2 separate regions of the Mus musculus genome follow, and region 2 is linked to region 1. The links are chromatin contacts, called in public Micro-C maps. All regions are on one chromosome and are shown on one strand. Each heading gives the region's core, a stretch centred on a gene start, on an enhancer-like site or on the middle of the called end of the contact. The rest is flanking DNA. Distances are from core to core; before and after follow the strand shown.

Evidence for each region. Hi-C and Micro-C count contacts between places; a contact is called where the count stands out from the background.
Region 2: a contact with region 1 is called in a Micro-C map of embryonic stem cells, with 2.0 times the contacts expected there. The contact joins two enhancer-like sites. A contact is called at or near these places in 1 of 484 Hi-C or Micro-C datasets (embryonic stem cells), 1 of 115 datasets of contacts at active chromatin or transcription factors (pancreatic cancer cells) and 2 of 9 other capture datasets (adipose tissue and liver).

What each region holds. Positions count from the first base shown.
Region 1 is chr16:22,185,918-22,189,117 of GRCm38.p6, forward strand. No RefSeq gene overlaps it. Among named protein-coding and RNA genes, the nearest start is that of Igf2bp2, 24 kb to the left of the region's middle. Within about 2 kb of position 1,709, at least 9 of the 459 cell types and tissues checked have an H3K27ac peak or open chromatin away from gene starts, as enhancers often do. A contact at or near this core is called in embryonic stem cells, where this site is marked.
Region 2 is chr16:22,074,906-22,078,140 of GRCm38.p6, forward strand. It overlaps Igf2bp2 (insulin-like growth factor 2 mRNA binding protein 2), which reads right to left. Exons shown (of 16, transcript NM_183029.2): 10 at 1,112-1,240. Among named protein-coding and RNA genes, the nearest start is that of Senp2, 67 kb to the left of the region's middle. Within about 2 kb of position 1,841, at least 118 of the 459 cell types and tissues checked have an H3K27ac peak or open chromatin away from gene starts, as enhancers often do. A contact at or near this core is called in embryonic stem cells, where this site is marked.

The sequences.
Region 1 (3,200 bases), core at 459-2,958:
GGGATGGGACTCGGGGCCTTCAGTTGCATAAGTGACGTCCACTGCCAGGCATCCTTAGCCCTTGGGATTGTGAACTATCCAACTCAGTTACTTCTAGAAACACTCTCTAAAGTCAAGGGGACATAGAACAGGGTCAGAATTAGTGCTTTTGATAACAGACCCAAGCAGGCTTTCTGAGGTGCGTTATTAACTAAATGAAACACAACATTGCTTGGAAATCAGCAAACTGCTCTGGGTAGTGTACTGTATACCAATAAGCCCTGCACACGGAGGCACAGACAGAAGAATGGAAGGTTCCAGGTCTTCCTGGGTTTCAAAGTAAGATCTGCCTCAAAGCAATCAAGGACTGGGACTGTAGCTTGGTAATAGAGTGCTTACGTAGTATGCATGAGGCCCTGGGTTCCATCTCTAGCCCTGCAATAATAACCATAATAAATAAAGTCTTTAAAAACGAAGAAGAGCTGGGCAATGGTGGCACATGCCTTTAATCCCAGCACTTGGGAAGCAGAGGCAGGTGGATTTCTGAGTTGGAGGCCAGCCTGATCTACAAAGTGAGTTCCAGGACAGCCAGGGCTATACAGAGAAACCCTGTCTCGAAAAAAAACAAAAAACAAACAAACAAAAACGAAGAAGAAATGATATAAATCCAAGATCCTGACTCCAAGCTGCTTTCTCCCTGTGAACTTGAAACTGGACTTGTTCCTTTAATCTGAGTTTCAGTCACTTGCAGAACTCTGGCTGGATCTGATGGCCATTTAGGAGGTATAGTACAGGTTAGTTTTTTTTGTTGTTGTTGTTTTTTTTTTTGTCAACTTGACACATGCTCCAGTTATCTAGGAGCAGGGAACTTCAGATTGACTGGTAGGCGAGGGAAGCTTGTAGGGCAATTTTTATTTATTTATTTATTTATTTATTTATTTATTTATTTATTTATTTTGATTAGTGTTGGTTGTGGGAGGGTCTAACCCAGGGATAGATTTCCAGTAGGGAATGACCAAAAGAATGGAAAACAAAAACAAAGCAAAACAAAACAAAACAAAACAAGACAAAACAGAAAAGCCTAAATTCGAAGGGTTCATGACATAATTCTGACTTTAGTGACCTTCATACCTTAGAGCACACAGTGGTGCTCCATGAACCTGGAGGGACATGAAAGAGGTCAGGATGCAGGTGGTCAGGCAGTCTCCAGAGCATCCTTGAGAGCGTCAGCAGGGCTCCCAGCCATGGGCCACCCTTGTAGGACGGTGAAGGCAGCCTGGTTCCTGGTTGAGCTAAGGTTAGAAACCCCGGTGACCCTAAAGGGGCGGCAGGTGTTTTGCCTGGTTCCTGGACACTAGGGGGTGGGGGGAGAGAGTAAGATTTTTTTTTTTTAAAGATTTATTATATGTAAGTACACTGTAGCTGTCTTCAGATACTCCAGAAGAGGGCGTCAGATCTTGTTACAGATGGTTGTGAGCCACCATGTGGCCGCTGGGATTTGAACTCCAGTCCTTCGGAAGAGCAGTCAGGTGCTCTTACCCACTGAGCCATCTCACCAGCCCGAGAGTAAGGTTTTACTCATCCACTTTCCACCATGACAATAAATGTCTTAAAACCGCGGACTGCCTCTTTTTATGGAGATCCGCCATGGGGCGCAGTGGAGAAGGCTTTCACTTACAGAGCCGCTGTCTAACCTGCCAGTAACCACTAACCTCCTCTTAGTGCCCCCAGCCAAGGCTTCCACCAAGCAAAGCCCAAACCTACCGCTGCCAACAAGCCAAGGACTCTATCCCCGCCGGATATATCCAGAGCTCCCCTCTTTTCCCCCTTGGCCCAGGGCCACATCCAGGCCTCGGGCCCCCACTCTGTTCTCAGCTCTTCCGCAGCATCCAGCGGCACCTGGGTGCCAAAGAGCCTGGATGAGAACCAGATGGCCCTGGCCTCATCGCAGGCCGCGGGATCCCCCAAGCCAGCTCCAGCTGTCCCCCGGTACCTTAGACTGTGCTTCCTCACACCCGGAGCGGTGCCCTGAGGCTTCCCATAGCTTCCCATAGCTCGACAACTGGCAACTGACAACTGCCTGGCAACGACGTGGGGTAAGCTCGGTCAGAACTCCTGTGTCCTGCCTCCTCCAGCAGCCCGAGCCCTGTGGCAGAGCAGACGCAGGACGCCACTAACCCTAAAAACCCTGAGGATGGTGTTCCCAGGCAGCACTCTGAACTTTTACAAGCTCCATCTCAGGGTCTTTCTCTCTGCATCAGTGACGCTTTAAAGGGTGACTGCAATCCCGGAGGGTTACATCTGCTCTTTTGGTACACAGAAGACGTTTCCTCCTAATGCCACTTCCTCACGATTATCTTTTAAGCCTGTCCCTAATATCTTTTTTTTTTTTAACTTTTTTAGGGCCGGGCGTGGTGGCACACGCCTTTAATCCCAGCACTTGGGAGGCAGAGGCAGGTGGATTTCTCAGTTCCAGGCCAGCCTGGTCTACAAAGTGAGTTCCAGGACAGCCAGGACTACACAGAGAAACCCTGTCTCGAAAAACAAACAAACAAACAAAAAACCTTTTTATTAGTTCTTTGTGATTTTCATATCATGCACCCCAATTCCACTCATTCCCCCCCCCCCCACCTCGTACCCACAGTCTACCCTTGCAACCTCCCCTACAACAGAGAAAAGAAAAAAAAAAAAACTCTCATTGTGGAAGCTGTAGTGTGTCACAGTGTGTCCCACAGTACACCCTTTTGTCCACACTAATTTGCTTGCAAATGTACATTGCAATGAGTTGTTGGTCTGGCATGAGGCCTTATCATTGCCCTGTGTCATGGAGAGCTGTAGTTTTAGATCTGCAGGACCAGCCCCTTCACACATGTCAGCAGTTCCAATGATCTAGATGTTGGGGTGAACAAATTCAAAGCTCTGGATCCTATCTGTCAGCCTGCCAGGTCTCCTGCACCCACATACTGGGGTGAGCTCTTCTGGCCTGCCCTTGCTGGTCCATCCAATACTATAACCAATAAGGGGTAGAGCCGGCTCTCCTGAGAGCATCTGTGCCCACACCATCAGACCAGCTCTACCATCAGACAGCCCAGGTGAGGGTTGAGTGCAGGTGAGCCTGGGTGCTGCAGCAGGCGAGGGGCAAGGACAGCTCTCCTACTCTCATGGCCCCAGGGCCAGCTCTCCTGCCTGTCATAGGTAGGTAGGGACAAGGTAGAGGAGGG
Region 2 (3,235 bases), core at 591-3,090, 110 kb before region 1:
TTGTTGAGACAGGGTCTAACCATGTAACCCAGGGTGGCCCAAAACGTTTGGAATCTTCCCCCTCAGGCTCCCCAGTGCTATCTATGAGCCACCATTGACTGATTATGCTTGAACACCCCAGCACCAATCTGGTCTAAGAGAAAGCCATGGTGTTTAAATTGCATACATCATTTTCAACTGTAATTTCAGTTATCAAGGACTCCTAACTTTCAGATATGCTCTACAAGGCTCCTTATGCAGCCTCTATCCTAGGGAGTGATACATCTTTCAGTGTCTTTTTCAGTGCTAAGGTAGTTATCACACTTCAAAGCAAAGGGAAAGGATGTGACCCACATCCGGGTGCTTCAGCCACGACCCCTCCATTACAGACGCACATATAGTTAAGTGGTAGCTCCACCCTTTAGTTTAAGGGTGTTAAGCACAGTACTCCCAAACACCTCAGAAAAGTTTCTGGGAGCAAGCACCAATCAGCAAAGAGCTCACCCACTCACTGGATTCTCCCCGACGAAATGGTTTATACACAGGAGTAACAAAATCTGCCCACAAAATTCGTCCTTGTGTTTAGAGAAGAATAAGGTGGGGGAAGGTAGCTGCCACGTGTTCAGTGTCTTCAGCCTCCATTTGGTAATGTACTAATCTTGAATGATGTTTGTGAATAAGACTGACAAGCGGAAGACATACCATTCACATTCTGCTGAGAATTAAGGCTCAAACATCAGGCAGTGTGCTGTTTACATACAAACACTATGGTGTCTTCTTTCTATAAAGTATATTTCAGTTATGGACAAAGGTTGTACTAAATGACTAACACTCATGAATGTTGCTTGAACTAACAACTTATTTTTATAAAACACACCTCGAGTTACTGAAGCAGTGAGCAGTTCCTTCCTAGGTGGTATGACCCCATGTTTGAGAACACACGTTCAGAGCTTGGTTTGGTATTTTTTCCCCACCAGAAAAACTCTTATTCAAATTACAATCACTCATCAAGACTGCAAACAAAAGTGTTTGCCCTTCCTCAACATAAGAGAGTAGCTGTGCTGCCCCCCCCGGGGGGAGGGGGGTTGGGGGGTGCCAAGCACAGTGGTGTGGGGGACACCCAGTTACTTACAGCAAAGGGGTGATAGGGAGGACTGGGGGGAACTCCACGGGGCCCTGCTGGTGGAGGAAGCACAGACAGTCCAGTCGAAAAGATGCCAAGTGCACTGAGGTTTAGCCCTGGGATCAGATTGGCTTGTTGCTGGGAATAGAAAAGAAGACAAAAGATAAGGGAGAGAAGCCCAGGAGGCCAGGCTTGCTGCGGCCAGCCTCCATCCCCCCCAACCCCCTCATCTGCATAGCAATAGCATTTCAGTCAGCTCTACCCTGGTACAAGGACTTCCTTACCTCCTACTGAGAGCAGGCAACAAACCTCAGCCTGACAGTTGCATTTCTTCAAAGCTTCCTGGGCAACCTTGGGTATAACTAGGTCTTATTGCAATCAATGATGTCACTAGCTGCTTTCCTGCTAAGCCTTGGCCCCCACCCCACCAATTCTTCTCCCATCTCAGCTCTGGACTCTTGTGCCCTGCTGTTTGTCCCCCTCCCCTTCCTCAGTGTCTAGTACTTCCATTTCCTCAAAGATACAAGATGGAGTCACAGGGCTCAGAACCTTGCTCCTGCCTCACTTGAGGTCAGCGACTGTTTAGAGCTGTATTCAGTGTCTGCTATGCTATTACTCAATAAATATTTGTTGAATGGAAAAAAAAAAACCAGTCTTTTCTAATTACCCACGGGTGAGTCAGAGCCCACACTAGCACTGGCACACAGGCAAATCTCACATCTGATTGGATGACAGTGCCTTTTTGTCACTTAGCTGCAGCTTCAAGATCATGTTACTTCACATCTCAACCTAGGGCTGGAGGCGGAGAAATGTCTCTAAGCTGGCCGGTACCCAGCCCGCTCCAACCCTTGGCCTCCTGAACATGAAGCAATCATCTTAGATTTTCTGTTTGTTTCTCTGTGGGTAAAGTCACCCTGGAAAGTGCCCCTTTATGTAAGCATGCAGAAGAGCAAACTTCACCATCACCTCGAGTTGTATGTTAGGACCTGGTGATTTGGTGACTTTGCTCACAGAGCATGGATTTGGCACGGATATCTAGTGCCATATTCTGATACGGTGACGTGAGGCGCACTGATGCCTCTTCTGAGAACATCCAGATTCCATGGAAAGAGATGTTCAGCAAAGTCCACAAGAGCTAGATGGCGAGATGTATCTACACAGGAGGACGCGCCTCTCTCTCCCTCCTCCCCATCCTGTCCTACAACTACTGTGCGGTATGGGTGATCAGGTGGGGCTGCAGAGGTGTGGGATAGACTGATGCCCCTATACAGAGTGCTGCTGTCAGAGAGTGGGGCTGCACCAGGCCACTGTGGCAATATTTGCTTCTCTGTGAGATGTGGGGATGAAGTAGTAGATGAAGATTCAAATGAAGGTCAATGAGTTAATATTGGCTGACCCTTTCCATTCTTAGAAAATTATAGTGAAAAATTAAAGATTTTCACTCTTCTGAGTTGAGCCTTGCTGATGAATAAATATTTTTAGACAATTACAAAGTGAGAGTTAAGTAACAGAAAGAATGTATACTCTTCTACAAGTGACACAGAGCATTCAAGTGGGTGACAGCATTTACTAGAGTGCCAACCAGGGAGCAAGAGATGTTAGTGAGTCAGCCGGGCATGGTGGCGCACGCCTTTAATCTCAGCACTCAGGAGCCAGAGGCGGGGGATTTCTGAGTTTGAGGCCAGGCTGGTCTACACAGTGAGTTCCAGGACAGCCAGGGCTATACAGAGAAACCCTGTCTCGAAAAACAAAAAAACAAAAACAAAACAAAACAAAAAAAAAGAGATGCCAGTGAGAAGTGAGCCCCTTCTTCTCTCCCACAGGCAGCCTGAAATGCCTGCTTCAAATAGCCCTCAGCTTTAGTCCCTGAGCAGCCCAGGCTAGACAAGGTCTCTGTGCCCTGAGGTGGCATTTGTTTCTGACCCTGCATAATGAACTCTAGGCCTTATGTATGCTGTATGTAATATGTGATATTACCACAGAAGAGCACCTCCAGCTCGGTGGATACAGTTAAATGAATGAATGAATGAATAAACGAACAAACAAACAAACAAATGGAAAAGGGTCTCCCTACGTATCCCCAGATGGTCTGGAACTCATTATGTAGACCAGACTGGCCTCAAACTCATAGAC